Linked DNA regions of Zea mays: region 2 is linked to region 1. Evidence: chromatin contacts called from public Hi-C data. All regions are on one chromosome and are shown on one strand. Each heading gives the region's core, a stretch centred on a gene start, on an enhancer-like site or on the middle of the called end of the contact. The rest is flanking DNA. Distances are from core to core; before and after follow the strand shown. Region 1 holds the start of LOC109940195 (LMBR1 domain-containing protein 2 homolog). Region 2 holds the start of LOC103629923 (UDP-glycosyltransferase 85A2).

Evidence for each region. A called contact is a pair of places that touch in the nucleus more often than the background predicts.
Region 2: a Hi-C map of tassel shows a contact between it and region 1, with 2.5 times the contacts expected there. The contact joins the promoter of LOC103629923 here to the promoter of LOC109940195 in region 1. A contact is called at or near these places in 2 of 25 Hi-C or Micro-C datasets (ear and tassel).

The regions. Positions count from the first base shown.
Region 1 is chr6:122,387,432-122,394,969 of Zm-B73-REFERENCE-NAM-5.0, forward strand. LOC109940195 (LMBR1 domain-containing protein 2 homolog) reads right to left here and starts at 5,497. Exons shown (of 14, transcript XM_020539451.3): 1 at 5,187-5,497; 2 at 4,376-4,458; 3 at 3,645-3,803; 4 at 3,152-3,365; 5 at 2,986-3,072; 6 at 2,758-2,897. The coding sequence starts at 5,354. It overlaps LOC118472240 (a long non-coding RNA gene), which reads left to right. Exons shown (of 3, transcript XR_004850282.1): 3 at 4,308-4,410.
Region 2 is chr6:122,760,299-122,768,214 of Zm-B73-REFERENCE-NAM-5.0, forward strand. LOC103629923 (UDP-glycosyltransferase 85A2) reads left to right here and starts at 1,900. Exons shown (of 2, transcript XM_008651025.3): 1 at 1,900-2,686; 2 at 2,796-4,081. The coding sequence starts at 2,011. The coding sequence ends at 3,748. LOC109940198 (a long non-coding RNA gene) reads right to left here. Exons shown (of 6, transcript XR_002262804.2): 1 at 7,709-7,916; 2 at 7,405-7,557; 3 at 7,174-7,221; 4 at 6,517-6,627; 5 at 6,168-6,275; 6 at 5,465-5,592.

The sequences.
Region 1 (7,538 bases), core at 4,247-6,746:
ACTCATCCTTCTGGAGCTGGGGGTAACGGTAGGGCCGAACCGCCACCGGTGCCGCCCCCGGAAGAAGATGAATGCGGTGGTCGTAGGGGCGGGCGGGTGGCAGCCCTTGCGGCTCGGCGAAGACCAGCTCAAATTGCCGAAGAAGATCGTCGAGGAGCGGCTGTGTGGGCGTGCTGGACACCACGCACGCAGCCGGCTGTGGGGGAACCGCGCCGGACGCCCCCAGGCCGGACCAAATGATGTGGCGGCCCCCTTGGTGAAGGACATGGACAGGCGGTCGCAGTCCCAGAGGATCGGCCCCAGCAGCCGCAGGAACTCGAAGCCCAAAATGACGTCGAAGGTGCCGAGGGTGAGGCCGATACAGTCGATGGAAAACTGTTCGGTGCCCACCCGCAGGTCGACGCTCCGCGCCATACCTTGGCACGGTATGTTGTCACCGTTGGCCACCTGCACTTTGATGGTGGGGTGTGGCGTGGATGGCAGCTGCAGGCGGCTCATCAGACCCACCGACATGAAGTTGGTGGTGGAGCCGGAGTCGACGAGGGCCACAAGACGGTGGCCATTGATGGAGACGGGCAGCAACATGGCGTTTGGTGTGCGCACCCCTGCCAATGCGTGCAGCGAGACCGTCGGAATGATGGCCGCGGCGCGCGAGGGTGGCTCCTGCTCGAGCGCGATCTGTAGGTCAGCCCCCTCCTCTTGGGGCTCGTCGTCGATGTAGTCGTCGTTCTCCAAGTAGAAGAGGCGGGGACACACGTGCCCACGCACATAGGGCTCATCACAATTGAAACAGAGCCCTTGACGACGTCGTTCCTGCTGCTCGGCCGGCGTAAGCCGACGGAACGGTCGCGCTGGGGCAGCTGTACCTGCTGGTTGCGCTGCAGCGGTTGGCGGAGCAGTCAGCGGACGCGGCGGTGCTGGCAGTCCCGGGCGAGACTGCCGGAACCCGCGCGCTGGAGGCGGAGTGGTCTGCGCCGCTGCACGCTGCTCGAAAGCACGCGCCAAGTACATCGCTGATTGAAGGTCCTGGGGGTCTCGGATGGCCACATCAGCCCGGATGTGGTCGGGGAGGCCGCCGACGAAGAGTTCGGCCTTCTGCTGCGCATCGAGCTTGCGCGTGTGGCCGAGCATAGCGTTGAAGCGGTCGGCGTAGTCCTGTACCGTCGAGGTGAAGGGCAGGCGGGCAAGTTCGGACAGGCGGGTGCCCCGAACAGGCGGCCCAAACCGAAGGGTACAGACCTCCTTGAAGCGTCCCCACGTTGGCATGCCCTCGTCTTGCTCCAGGGCGTAATACCAAGTCTGCGCAGCGCCCTTCAGGTGATACGAAGCGAGCCAAGTGCGGTCAGTCACCAGGGTGCGCTGGCCCCGGAAGAACTGCTCGCATTGGTTCAACCAATTTAGGGGGTCAACGCTGCCATCATAGGTGGGGAAGTCGATCTTGTAGTAGCGAGGGGGAGTCTGTGCCGCCGGGCTATAGCCCAGGCCAGCCGCGGGCTCGACGACCCCGGAGGAGGCTGTCTGGGTCGTGGGTTCATGGAAAAGGACTCCCTCGACGCCTCCGTAGAAGACCCCCCCAGAGGCCGGCGCGTGGGGGGCTTCAGGCTGCACCACTGACGACGTGATGGTCGCCGGAGTAGAGTAGATCGGCGGTTGCAGCACATATGACGGGACTTGCGACGGTGATCGGGGCCACTGCATTAAGTGCAGCGGTACGCCAGGCGCAGCCCCGGTCATGGAGGATGCGGCAGCGGCGGATGTTGGGAGAGATGCGGTGGGCGGCGGCGCAGATGGGCTGGGCGGCAGTGGCATGGTGGTGGAGGCAGGCAGCGGTGGGTTCTGGGTGCCGGTGATGTAGGTATGGATGGAGGAGATGTTCCCCTGCATCGCGATCATGTTTCCCTGCATGACAGCCATGTTCCGTGAAATTTCCCGGACTACTTCAGCGAGGGAATCTAGGGTCAGGGGAACAGATGAGGTGCCTGGCGGCACATAACCGGTGGACGGCACCGTGGACGGCACCGCGGCTAATGGCAGCGACGCCGACGCCTGAGAAAGCGACGGCGCTGATGGCGAGGAGGGCAGCGGCGCGGACGGATCGCTGGACATATCCGATACCAGATTGATAGGAATACGATCCCTACCACGGATTGGCCTTAGGTTGTATGAGTGTGAGGGGACTGGGCGAGGGAGGAAACGCCCACGGCTGTGTTTGGGCGCCGTGGATGCTGGGCGCAGGGAAAGAGGGAGATGGGCTGCTGAACGGAAGAGCGCACTGATGAACAGTAGCGCGGTGAACAGTAGCGCGGTGAACAGTGCGCGCGATGAACAGTGGCGGCTAGGGTTTCTCCCAGCTCCCAGAGGGAAGCTGGAAACTATAATTGTTTCTGCTTAATTCCATATAGGGTGGTGCTTACAATTATTTATACTCCCTTCTAGTACTTATCTAATGAGATCAAATCCCTCTTTTCTCTCTAACAAATCTTATCCCTTAATCTTCTAATCCTTATCCAACTAATCTGCATGTGTAGATCCTTATCCAACTAATTTGCATGTCTATCCGTTGCATCTGCTGTTATCCGGCGCCTGTAGTGGCGGCCGGTCATAACAAATACATTAGTCAACAGTATAATGTTTCCTGATTCAGGGTTAAATTAGATAGTATTGATAATTCAGGGAGGTAAATATGTAACTTACTCTAACTAAAAATGCATGGTATAAATAAAGGCTACTAACATGTAATATCATAGTGTATCATACCTTTTACGTCTATAATACTCTTCGTGAGCTTTTCTAAGTTGACGTCGGAGTGTAGCCATTGTTTTATTATCACTATCATAGTCCATATCGTGTTCCCCTAATTTCCCACCAGAAGGCTTGAATAATGGATCATCTTGCAGCTGAGGGGGAAAATATGTGAAGTAATGAATTATTAAGACTGATATCGATTTCTTAATGAAACTTGATGTGGCACCTGAGAATCCATACCATTTGAGTCAGCGTATTATTGATCATATCCATGCAAGGTCTTAATGGGTCACGCTTGGACATTTGATTCGAGGTGGCTTGGACAACCTTAGATTAGAAAGGAACAATCATTCAGAGAAATTCAGTGGTCATGATATGATTGTTTCGAATCTAGAAAAGTACATACAAATATTGCATTGCAATATTCTTGGTGAGCATGATCAAGCTTTGTAGCCATCTTCGAAACTCTGTGAGACAAAAATTGTAGGCGATGAGTCCAATCAGCACTTCGCCATACATTCCTTGGAATTTCGCTCAATCCAAACCCAAGCAGAAAGGCACCTGTCACTAAGCCAAAGGTATTTGAGCATGCCATGGAAAAGCCCAAGATACCACGGACCCTGCCAACAGTAGCATTATGTAAAGTTAAGACAGTGAAGCAATAATTCAAACAAACCCCTCCCTAAAAATGGTTTCTAAAATGGACTCGACACAATCAAGAAAATATTGTCAAGAAATATTCAAGGAAGTGAATGAATTTTTATAAAATTAAAATTACCATGTTAAGGAAAAAGTTAACTTAAGTGCATTCTAAACATATCAATTACTTGTGCCCAAGTTGCATAAACATATTAGATCAATCAAGAATTATACAAGATCACTAGACAATCGAAGCATACCAATCATGGCGCATTATTATAATTAGAATGATTCCAAAAAGGCCGATAGCTCCAACAGTTGCATAATAGGTCATGTTCTTGTGAATGCTAGTTTTCAGTCTTTCTCTGAACGTGAATTCTCCAGAATCTTCATACCCCTGAAGAGTGGGAACTATAGACCTGTTCAGATAGATAGATTGATAGAATTTTCAAATGACAGTACTGCAAAAATGCACATGTTAATAAACGACCTAATAACTGTGAACCTAGAGAACTGAAAAAAAGTAAGCAATTCATAAGAAGAAAGCAACTAGGAAGGCCAGTAAGAACTGCTCTTATGTCAGTGAGAGCTCATCATAAATATGGTATCCTGATAATGAAAACAGCAATGCCGATCTGGATGTCAGGATTTGATCATATTGTTCATAGATAGTACTACTTGTAGAATGCAGGACAAGCGACCATCTCAAAGGATCCAATTTATCTAGTTGAGAGAAAAAAATATTCAGTAGACGTTGACCAATTTTTTCTCAAGAAAAGAACGCTGACCAACTGGTCAGTTAAAAGTTCAATGCTTATGCAGAAGTTTCACACTGCATTAACATTATGCAAAGGACATGTCATGTTTTGAGCTCATTATTAGAAACACAGAGAACATCACTAATGCCGTTCGAAATCTTGCAGCGCTGCAAATCTGCAACCAGAAGGACGATTAACAGAACACGAGCCTTTGTGGTCGGTCACTGGCATACCATGCTAGGATAAACGTGCTCCAATACGACCAGCTCCAAAAGAACCCGACGTCACTCTTCTGATTGCCGTTGCCAGAAATTGCCTGCGAGTCAGAAAAATGGCATAACGGGTCAGGCCAACGGAATGAAAGCAGACTACGCCGCAGACCCAGCGCACATCGCGCTCATAGCGTAACAAGTAACAACACCTTGATCTTGATGGTCTTTTCATCTGCAATTATTATTATTATATTACTAAAGACCATTTCCAAACAGCGACGATAAAAAACCTACTTGCTTTATCGATGTTGATGGTGTGCTTAAATTTCAACAACAAACTCCGTTGACGAGTCATAGAACCAGCCCAATGCCAATTTGACGATTTCAGATCGCCATCTAACCCCAATCACTTTCTTGATTGTGACAGTTTCCACGAATTCCTACCTTCAGTACCTTGGCATCGAGACTATTACCTACCAGACTACTGGGTACGCTATCGAACCACCATTATTCATAAGTTAATCCAGTTTAAATCATTTCTTAGTAAACTAGCAACAGGTTCAGAAATGGATATGGTTCATCCAAACTCCGATTCTGACGCTACATTACCAGTGTCCTAACCAAAACGGCTCCCATCTCCCGCAGTCGCACGACCGCGCAACGCAACCAGCACAGTTTACTGGTAACCCGGCTGTACGCGCAAATGATCTCTGTTAATTAGTGAATAGTGATAGCGCGCGCACTAAGCGGAGCGGCGGAGAGGTCGCGGCGACGCACAGGCACAGCATTAGCACACTCTGCACTCTAGCAGCACGGCGGGAGGGAGGCGCACCGTCCAGATGTCAGTAGGGACGAGGACAACGAAGGAGAGGGAGGAGAGCCATGCGTAGCCGACGACGGCGAGGACGTGGGCCGGCACGGCGGGGCCCGCGAAGTAGCGCAGCGTCGCCGCCACCATCCCCACCGTCAGCGGCAGCGATATCATGTAGAACACCCACATCTCTCCGCCGCTTCGGGCTTCCGCGCCCGCGGAATCGTGAAGAGAAGAGAATGGGGGAATGGACTGGACAGAAGAGGGGGGATGAATTGGTTCCGCGGGGAAGGAGGCGGGGGCTTTAAAATGTTTGGCGTTTTTGTGTGAGGAGGACTGAGGTGTGGTGTCGTGGTGGGTGGGTGGCGAAGCTGCTGGGGCCGGGACCGGGCGGGACCGGACCGGTTCAGCTGCTCACGTGTCATGGAGGTGGAGCCCGGTGATTCGAGCTCTCGTCTCTTTCTTGTCGGCTTCGCCTTTCACGTAAGCGCTGCATGGAGTTGGAGTTGGGACGACCAGGACCGCGTCCGACTCCGAGCTCCAGACCTGATCGCCGCCGCCACCGATGATCGGATGATGCCACATCGGCGCGTAAGTGAATGTGAATGCATGGGGGTCCGGATCCAATCATGCTTCGTAAAATAACCATGTCTTTTTTAGATTCTAATTCATCGTAAATCAAAACATATATTAAAGAAAAATAGAGTGAATAATACTGCATATCTATGGGTTTTTTGAGTTCTTTTTTATAATTTCTGATAGTTTAATTATATACGGCGTGACTATACTATACGGAAAACTTGATTGTATAGTAGCTTTATCTATTTTTATGACTTCTTATAGAGACCATGACAGTGATGATAGCGTAAAAGTTTCGGCGCAGAACTAAGGACTGTGTCAAAAGGACAAAGAAACGCATGCACCTTACATATACCCGTAAACGCGCATGTACACACGAGCTACTTGGTCGCACCCAATAATTTAACAAGCAGATTCATGCATGCTTCAGAAATGTTGTCGACCGGAAGGGGACGTCGACCACTTCGTTCGGTCAACTGTTTTTGCTAATAGCGGTCATTATAAAAAAATCCTTTATCTCAGTAGCTACAACCTGCAACCGCCCTTTCCAAAAAAAAATATGTACTATATATCTGCAACTGCAATGTTGCATGTTGCTAGCTTGTGCTCATGGTCATGAAGCAAGTTCTGCGAGTACAACTGTACAAGCAGCTTGGCAAATGGAGACCGTCCACCGCCCGTCCGGCCCACCAGGCAAAATCAGTAGTATCTTGCTTCAAACCAGGTCTCTGAATATTAAAAGAGGCCGAGGCCCATCAGAACTCAAACAGAAAAGCAAGCAGGAGACAGAGTCTCACCAAGTCTATACGACTATACTCCTTGTATAACCCACCAGCTTTAACTTTATAATAAAACCCATCCTGTCAAATCACTCCTACACCCATAACATTTCCTAAATCCATCAAACAACACTCTCAAATTCTTATAAAATCCATATGACCAAATCACTCCTACATCCATAACCCTCTCTAAATCCATCGAGCGATACTCTCAAGACCAACGGTTCAGATCGTTAGATAATCTTCCTCTCTCTTACTTACTCAAATCCAATAGCCAATGTTATTTAGACCATCATTTCACCCTCACCAGTCACACAAATAGTAACACCATGTCTCCCCATCACTTGTGCCGCCGTGGTCACCGGCTCCTTCGCGTTGTCGTCGTCGACCCCTCCCCTCACCTTTCCCCTTGAACCGTAGAGTTACCACGAATAATAGGCTACTGGTACCCGTAGTGGCACACCTCAGCCTCCACTGGTCACTGATGGTTCTGTTACAACTCCCATCAACCAGACTCACTTTGTAGCGTTCAATCTTGTCGATGACGATATATGGTTCGTGAATTCATACCCGCGAGACAAAACTCAATCCATATATATATATACCCATATACGCTTGTGGGTATGGATCTGTACTCATACTCGTACCTATCGGGTATCCGCTACCAAGGAATACTCCTTACTCGCCCGCTCACTACAATTTTAGCATTGAGCACCAAACAACAATTTTATCATAATTCAAAATTTTATTCAAGTGACATCAAACAACAATTTCATCATCAAACAACATGCCGTGGATGAAAATTGTTAAATGGAAATTCAGGATTGTGTATTGAAATTGGATGACCCACATGTCAGGTACCCATCGGGTAATGGGTATGGATACTAGATATCCACACCCGCGAAAAAATTACCCGCATATACCTTATTATATTCATACACATACCCGCGGATATAAAATTTCACCATACCCTTATCCAATGATAAGTACATATAGTTATTTACCCATACTCGTA
Region 2 (7,916 bases), core at 650-3,149, 370 kb after region 1:
GCGTCTTGGGTGACCTGCCGATACTAAGACAAACCCTAAAATCTCTCCTCCTGACGGGATTCCTCCCGGGAGAAAGATCCAGGTGTTGTTGGCAAACTTCGCCACCCGTGTGCACGCGCGGACCGTCCGACCACCAGGCGGGGACCGTCCGGTTCGTCGACGTAGAATCCTCGCCTCTGCGCCAGGTTGCGTACCGTCCGACCCTCGGCTGTGGACCGTCCGCGCTACAGCAGAGAGCGTCGTCGCAATACGCATCGTATTGATTGGCGCCCAGATGAGCGTCAACACCCTTAAAAAACGGTTGAGTTAATGGAGTTGTACATGTCCTTATATTCTAAGACGAGTGACACATGTAAGGACATGTGTAGTGGCGTAGACAGCTATCGTGTGCTTGGGATAGTGCACATAGACAATAATAAAGACAAATCATACAACAGTCGGTCTAATAAGGTGTCTGAGTATTATTTAATTCATTTAAGATCTTTATTTCTCTTGTTGATCAAACATACAATGAATGTTGTTATTGTCTCGTATCCTTCTGGTACAACGTTGGTTTTGGGTCGACTGATTCTTGGAGCACAAGCCAGAGCCGGCGCCTGACGAGACGACAACAACATTCTCTCTCTTCACTAATTATGATTCACGTAAGATTTTTTTCATTAATCTCAGCCGATGTGGCATGATAGAGACGATTAGAGCATGTACAGCCGATGTGGCATGATAGAGACGATAGAGTAAGATTCTAGACCTGCTGGAGCATGGGCCGGTGGCGAACTATTTTCCAAAACTTAAAATAAAATGGCCTAGGAGCAAAATTGGGAAATACTACGCCACCTAGTTCGGGTGAAACAGAAATTATCGCCGCGTTTTAGCTTATCCATTTCCGAAGCCACCGCACCTGACGCCAATGGCCGTGCCGGCTTGACGGCTGGGGAACTCCGCCGGCGTCGACGTCAGCACCGACCACACAACCACGCCCTCCTGCTGCTCGCGCGCGCGCGCGGCCACGACGACGTCGCCGCGGAGGACGGCTTCCCGCTACGAGGCGATCCCGGATAGATGGGCATTCGGTACGAAGCGAGGCGCTTTGGAAGTTGGAACCCTCCACTGGCAGGCAGGCAGGCAGGGCACGATTGGCTTGTTGGAGCGGTAAATATATTTATATCGGGGGCAACGAAAACATCTTTGACTTGGGGCCCGCGCCGTGGAGGCAAACGAGGCGGGCCAACGCAACGCAACTTGGGCCAGTTTTTTTTTTTCTTTTTGACCGCAGCGGAGTCGAGGAGACTTTTCCGCGATATACGTAGTACGATGGTTTGCTCTCACGCCTTCTCATCGCTCCGTGGATATCGAGATCTCTCTACGGTCGCCCTCCTCCCAGTCCTCACACTACGACGGTCGAGTAGTCCTATACTACTAAAACCAATGCGTAGTATCCGTGATCCGTCTCGGCGGATCCTACTACACACCTCAGCAGCAGACTCTAGGCGCTGTAGACCAGGAAAGAGATTGCACGTACTATATACTTGCATTATTGCATATCTACACTTGTACAGACATCCATTCGATACGAAAGGCAAAGAAAGAGAAGCTGACAAGCTGTGGATGTGGAGTCGGTGTGGACAATCGCCGCGCGCCGTCTCAGAAGCCTCCAACGCCTCCGATCCGGCCAAGATCCGCACGGGATCCTGCCCCGGCATAAAAAAGTGAACTCACGCCCACGCCCACGGCACGGCAGTCAGTCGATCAGGTCCTCTGATCCGGTGAATCTTAAAGAACGGGCGAGGGAAACGTTTCCTGCTCCATCAGGTGAGGTCACTCATCAGGTCTGACCCCCCCCCCCCCCCCCCCCCCCCCCCCCCCCGGCCCGGTCAGACGATCGGTCACGTGCCCAAGACTCATCACCAAGGTGCAACATTGCATTCGGTCACACGCACGGGAAAGGGGATTTTTGGCCGAGCGAGAGAAGAGATATACGATTCTGGACGATATGATCTTGTCTAGTAGTAGATGGTGAATATTTCGATCGCCACGACGACGGCCAAAATCCCGCGCGAACATATATATCCGCGGCGGCGACGACAGGGACGCGCTGCCGTGCTGGCCTCCTATATATACGGAGCAGACGCTTGGGTCAGAGTCAGACTCGCAGAAGCCAGCCCATCTCAGTCAGCCGCAGCAGCAGCTAGCAGCAGCACACGTGCGGCTGCAGCCACGCCAGCAGCCATGGAGAGGAGGGCGCACGCGATGCTGTTCCCGTTCCCGTGCCCGGGCCACATCAACCCCACGCTCAAGCTTGCCGATCTGCTGCACGCGCGCGGGGTGCACGTCACCTTCGTCAACACGGAGCACAACCACGAGCGGCTGCGGCGGGAGCGGCGGCGCGGGTTCCGCTTCGAGGCGGTGCCCGACGGGCTGGCGGACGAGGACCGCGTCGCTCCCGACAGGACCGTCCGGCTGTACCTGTCGCTGCGGAGGAGCTGCGGCCCGCCGCTGGCGGAGCTGGCGCGCCGGCTCGTGCCGCCCGTCACCTGCGTCGTGCTCAGCGGCCTCGTCAGCTTCGCGCTCTCCGCCGCCGAGGAGGTCGGCGTGCCGGCGTTCGTGCTCTGGGGCACCAGCGCCTGCGGCTTCGTCGGCACGCTCCGCCTGCGGGAGCTCCGGCAGCGGGGCTACACGCCGCTCAATGGTCCGCTCAATGATCATGCATGCATGTCGAGTTGCACTTGCATGACTTGCACGTCAAGAAGATTACTCCATCGTATCGTATGACTGCATGCTCTTCTTCTTAATGGCAGACGAGAGCTACCTGACGAACGGGTACCTGGACACGCCCATCGACTGGATCGCGGGGATGCCGACGCTGCGGCTCGGCGACATCTCCAGCTTCGTCCGGACGCTGGACCCGCAGTGCTTCGCGCTGCGCGTGGAGGAGGACGAGGCGAACAGCTGCGCCAGGGCGCGGGGCGTCATCCTCAACACGTTCGAGGACCTCGAGCACGACGTCCTCGCCGCGCTGAGGGACGAGTTCCCGCGGGTGTACACCATCGGTCCCCTGGCCGCCGCCGCCGCGGGGGCGCTGAGCCTGTGGGAGGAGGACTCCGAGTGCGTGGCGTGGCTGGACGCGCAGGCGGACGGGTCGGTCCTGTACGTCAGCTTCGGGTCCCTGGCCGTGCTGTCGCTGGAGCAGGTCGCGGAGCTCGCGTGGGGCCTGGCGGCCAGCGACCGGCCGTTCCTCTGGGCGGTGCGCCCGGGGCTCGTGGCCGGGGACCGCGGCGCCGACGCGCTGCCCGAGGGCTTCCTGGCCGCGACCGGGGGCCGGTGCTTCATCGCCGAGTGGTGCGCGCAGGAGCAGGTCCTGCGGCACCGCGCCGTGGGCGGGTTCCTGACGCACAGCGGCTGGAACTCCACGGCGGAGAGCATCTGGGCGGGCGTGCCGATGGTCTGCTGGCCCGGGTTCGCCGACCAGTACATCAACTGCCGGTACGCGTGCGAGGAGTGGGGCATCGGGCTGCGCCTGGACGAGGCGCTGCGCCGGGAGCAGGTCGCGGCCCACGTCGAGGAGCTGATGGCCGGCGGTACCGACAGGGCCAGGGAAATGCGGCGCTGCGCCGCCAAGTGGAAGGCCGCGGCCTGGAAGGCCACGGCGCCCGGTGGGTCGTCGTGCGAGAGCCTCGACAGGCTGGTGGATGATCTGCGGCTGTGGGAGGAGGACGCCGAGCTCGCCACCGCCACGCCGTTGATCAGGTGATGCCGTGAGACCGTAGCACGCCCACACGCGGACTTCACGTCGGACGTCTCCTTCCGTCTCCATGTCGTCACTCGTCAGGCTACAGGAGTTGGAGTTGCTGAATAAGGGTTCAGTGACCTGGTTTCGTACTTGCAGTGTCTCGCTCCGACCACGCAAAAATACAGTAGTAATGTGTACCAGTAGCTGTTGGTTGCTTTCGCGTCAACGTAGACATCGTGACCGGACGAACTATGCCAATTTGACTGATAATACAGCGCGGTGCAGTCGTTCCAAAACCATGTGCCGACTCGCCTAATTTCATGCTCTTGCTCTCTGGTCAGCAACAGCAACAAACTTCAAACCCGCTTTGACATGGCCGTTTAATAACAATAAACACCCCGCTGCCGCCTGAGCGTGGTCGGCCGGGGCGGGCAAAAGCAGCTGTGGAACTGACTGACACCATCTCGTCACGACGAAACCGCTCCGCTACACGCTTGCTCGTACTAAACAAAACGAATTTTCGGTCGACGGGCAACCATCAATCATCATTTAACTAAGCTCCCGACCTGCCGCTTAGTATAATATATATACTAGTGCCTTCAGCTCTGACCGACCCCGCCGGCGGCCGCGCCCGCCCGTACGTGTCGCTGCCGGTCGCTTTCGGGTGCCTCACCTTAACCCATCGGTTCTGGCCGGTACGAAAGCAACACCCGTTGCGCTTCTTTACCAGAAACGCGGTCCTGCATGTGGCTCCGGCCGGAAGAACGAAGGTGTCGGCTGTCCGCGGCCGCCCCGAGATACGTCTACGTGGCCGGCGGCGATCTTGCGGACCCATCCCTGGCCACGCGTCGTCGGCCGTAGGCTGCGAGAGCGAGGCCACATGGTTTCTCGGGCTGCCTGCTGCCAATGTGGCGCCGGTACACACGGCAACGGATAGAAAGTGTTACAAAATATTACATATGTGATCAATCTAAAGGGTGCGACAGTTTTCTCCAAGAGACACACCCCTTTAGATATACCCCTTCATTATATACTAGGTGAGTGTCCGTGCGTTGCAACGGAACACAAACTATTCGTTAAAATATTAGCCAACAATGATTATAGTAAGAAAAACAACACATAATTTATAATCAGCATCGTAGTCCTCTGCAGAGACAATGTTTGAGAGAGCTCCTGCTAACAAGACAAAAAATCTAAAAGATAATTATTTATACGCGGATGTTCTTCTAATAGTATTTCACATGTCCTATGTAATGAAAACCATCAAAACATGTACCATCAAGAGCGCCGCATGATGACCACGAAGGCACCTGAGAAAAATGGGTGGTACATGTTTTCTACAAATTAGGAAGGCACCTGAGAAAAAGGGGTGGTACATGTCTCTGTATATAATCTGAAAGAAATGCGGTGCTAAGGCAGGAACGAATGAACTAACCTGATATTGTTCCCCTCCGTCTGAAGGACATCCGGCTTTGATCCAAGCTTCATATACTTCATCCTGCCGCGCCAAGAACTGACCCAAGAACAAGCGAGAGAATCCTCCTAGCTCTTCCTCCTCCCCCTCCACCAATCACCACAAAACGAGATGAAGGGAGGAGCAGCACAACAACCCCACAGACAGTGCTTAACCAATCCGTCAAGAAAGTACCAGCCCAATGGAAAGGACAGAACCAACAACTGGCGATAAAGATCCAGCAGGCCAAACTGTCCCCCTATCCCAGTGGCGAAGCCCCCACCAAATCGGGTCGAGAACCAAACCCCTCCTCTAGACGAGTAAACTACTCGGGCAACCGCACCAAGATCTGGTTCACAACGTCTAGAAGCCAGGACCGGGAGCGCCTCCTCTTCCTCGGCAGCACCTGCATCTGCATGCAGAGCACAAGGGCAGCATCTCGTGGTGAGGGGACAGTGGGAATAATTGGCGGCTCGGTGTTGGGAGACCATGGGAACAAGCGCCGGTGAGGGGAGGAATCTTAGCTCGTTAGTTCTGCGAGCAGTCACATGAATGGATGGATGCCGAAATTGGTGTGTTGTTTTAGGCACATGTAGGCAGTCAAACCGTGACTAAAGAATTGCAAGCCACAGACCAGTGGTTCTGGACACTTTTTTATATAAAAAAGAGAGAAACTTATTGACACAGAAACATTTCCAGTGGCTCGATCACTTGATGTCCAGCCAGTTGCCAGCCTCCTCACCGTTGAGGAAGTTTGCAACTTATTTTCAGTTAACATAATCTGAAAGAGGTGGTGCATGAAAGAAATGCGGTGAAGCACCTGGTCTGTGGCTTGCAATTCTTTAGTCACGGTTTCAAGTTTAGCTTGAAGTAGCAAGTTGAAGATAATTTCAGGTTCAGCTGTAGGACAATGTAATGTCTCAAGTAGGCTATGAAAAACTGCAACCTGGAACTGTAAAAATGAAGAGATGCAAACTGAACTGCAACCTTTGAGGGCATGTTCAGTTAGGTGCCCGTGTCTTTACTGTCATACAAGTGACCTTCCATAAGTACACAAGGTAGACCAAGTGCAGGTTTGTGGATCAAACTCCTTAACTGTCATAAAATGCACATAATTAATAATAACTAAGACACTAATAAATGAATAGCAAAAGATGAGTGAAATATTAGCCTAACCACTAAGACTTATGCAGGTTTTCTAGTATGTCCTGCAAGACATAGGATCTTATTTCCCCATTGAATATGAAAGATATTAAAGCCAGATGCAAATACACTATACAATTATATGCTAACAAACTGGAATAAGACTCGAGTGAAAAGAGCTTTTGGTGATTACCAGTGAATGACCAGCACTTGCTGAAAATGAAACTGCTCCAGCTAATTCGGATGGTTCTGCTTGTGATTTAGCTTCTAGCTTTGACCATTACAAAGTTTTGAAGTCCAAAACCTTTAATCAGAAAAGGATTCCCGATGTTAAGATCTATGATGCTATGTAAACGCAGCAGATATCGCCAGCATTTTTTTAAACCAAATGCGAAGGTAAACAACAATAATGTAGTGAAAACAGTTAGATTCAGAACTTAATGTAGTGAAAACAGTTAGATTCAGATCATTTAAAATCTCTATCTAGCCAATCTACAATAGTGTAACCCCATTTTATCTATGCATTTTATAGACACAAAATTAGTTGCAGACTTGAATCAAGCAATGAATAGATCGAATCGGGCAAAAAACGAGCAAGAAATGGACACTTCACAACCAGGAGAACAAATGGTTCAAACTTGTGTGGTTATTTCTTATAAGTCAAAGGGCTCAATGAGGGTAAAAATTATCAAGAGAGAAAGATGGCAGAAAACGGGCAAGAAAGCATAAACGAACTAATTTAGCCAGGAACAAATAGATTTTCATTTTACCACTGATCTGAGTATACCAATAATCAAGAAAAACTTGTGTAGTACTGCTATGAGTTCGAATGAAGAGACGGGAAAATTACCTAGGAGAGCGCCGAGAAGCCACGGATTGAACAGATGCATGTATACAGCTAGCAAGAAATGGGAACTAATCAGTAAAAATGTATTTAACTCATGGAACAGGGAGACACACTAACCAGGCTGCACACAAGTGTTGCACTTGGTTCCAAGATATTCTAAACAAAAAGAACCAAGTGAACTAAAATGATTTGACAAGAACAAAAGAGATACTACGCTTGGAAAGAAAATGGTACCTAGCCAATTGTGCTGCATCCGCTCCATGACGTGGCACGTGGACATTGACGCCATTGGAGCGGAGCAAGGAGCCGGAGAAGGCGCGCCACTCCTTGCGCGCCTCGTGGGCTCCATCTACGGTGAGGCGGCCCTCGCCTCTCCTGGCCATCCATCTGTGCAACAAAACGTTCATTGTATGATCTCAAGAATTGTGGAGTTGTTGTTCTCTCACCACTATCTCTCTGTTCCTTTTTATTCCCACCAAGTGTTAAGAACAAATCTGCGTCAAGGATAAAAGGAGTTTATGAAATTCAGCAAACTTACATATTTTGGACGCAAAGGAGAACAGACTTTCTTGGGACAAATCACAGATGCAAAGTTGTCATTCACCAATTGCGTGCATGTCTTCTGCTTCCTGATGCAATGTCGCCTCAATTGACACCTACTACAGGTTGTTGTTCCTAGCTGCCGCCGGCCAGTGGCCACAACCCAACACACCAAATCCCCAGTCGACAAGAAGCAAGTGAGCCAT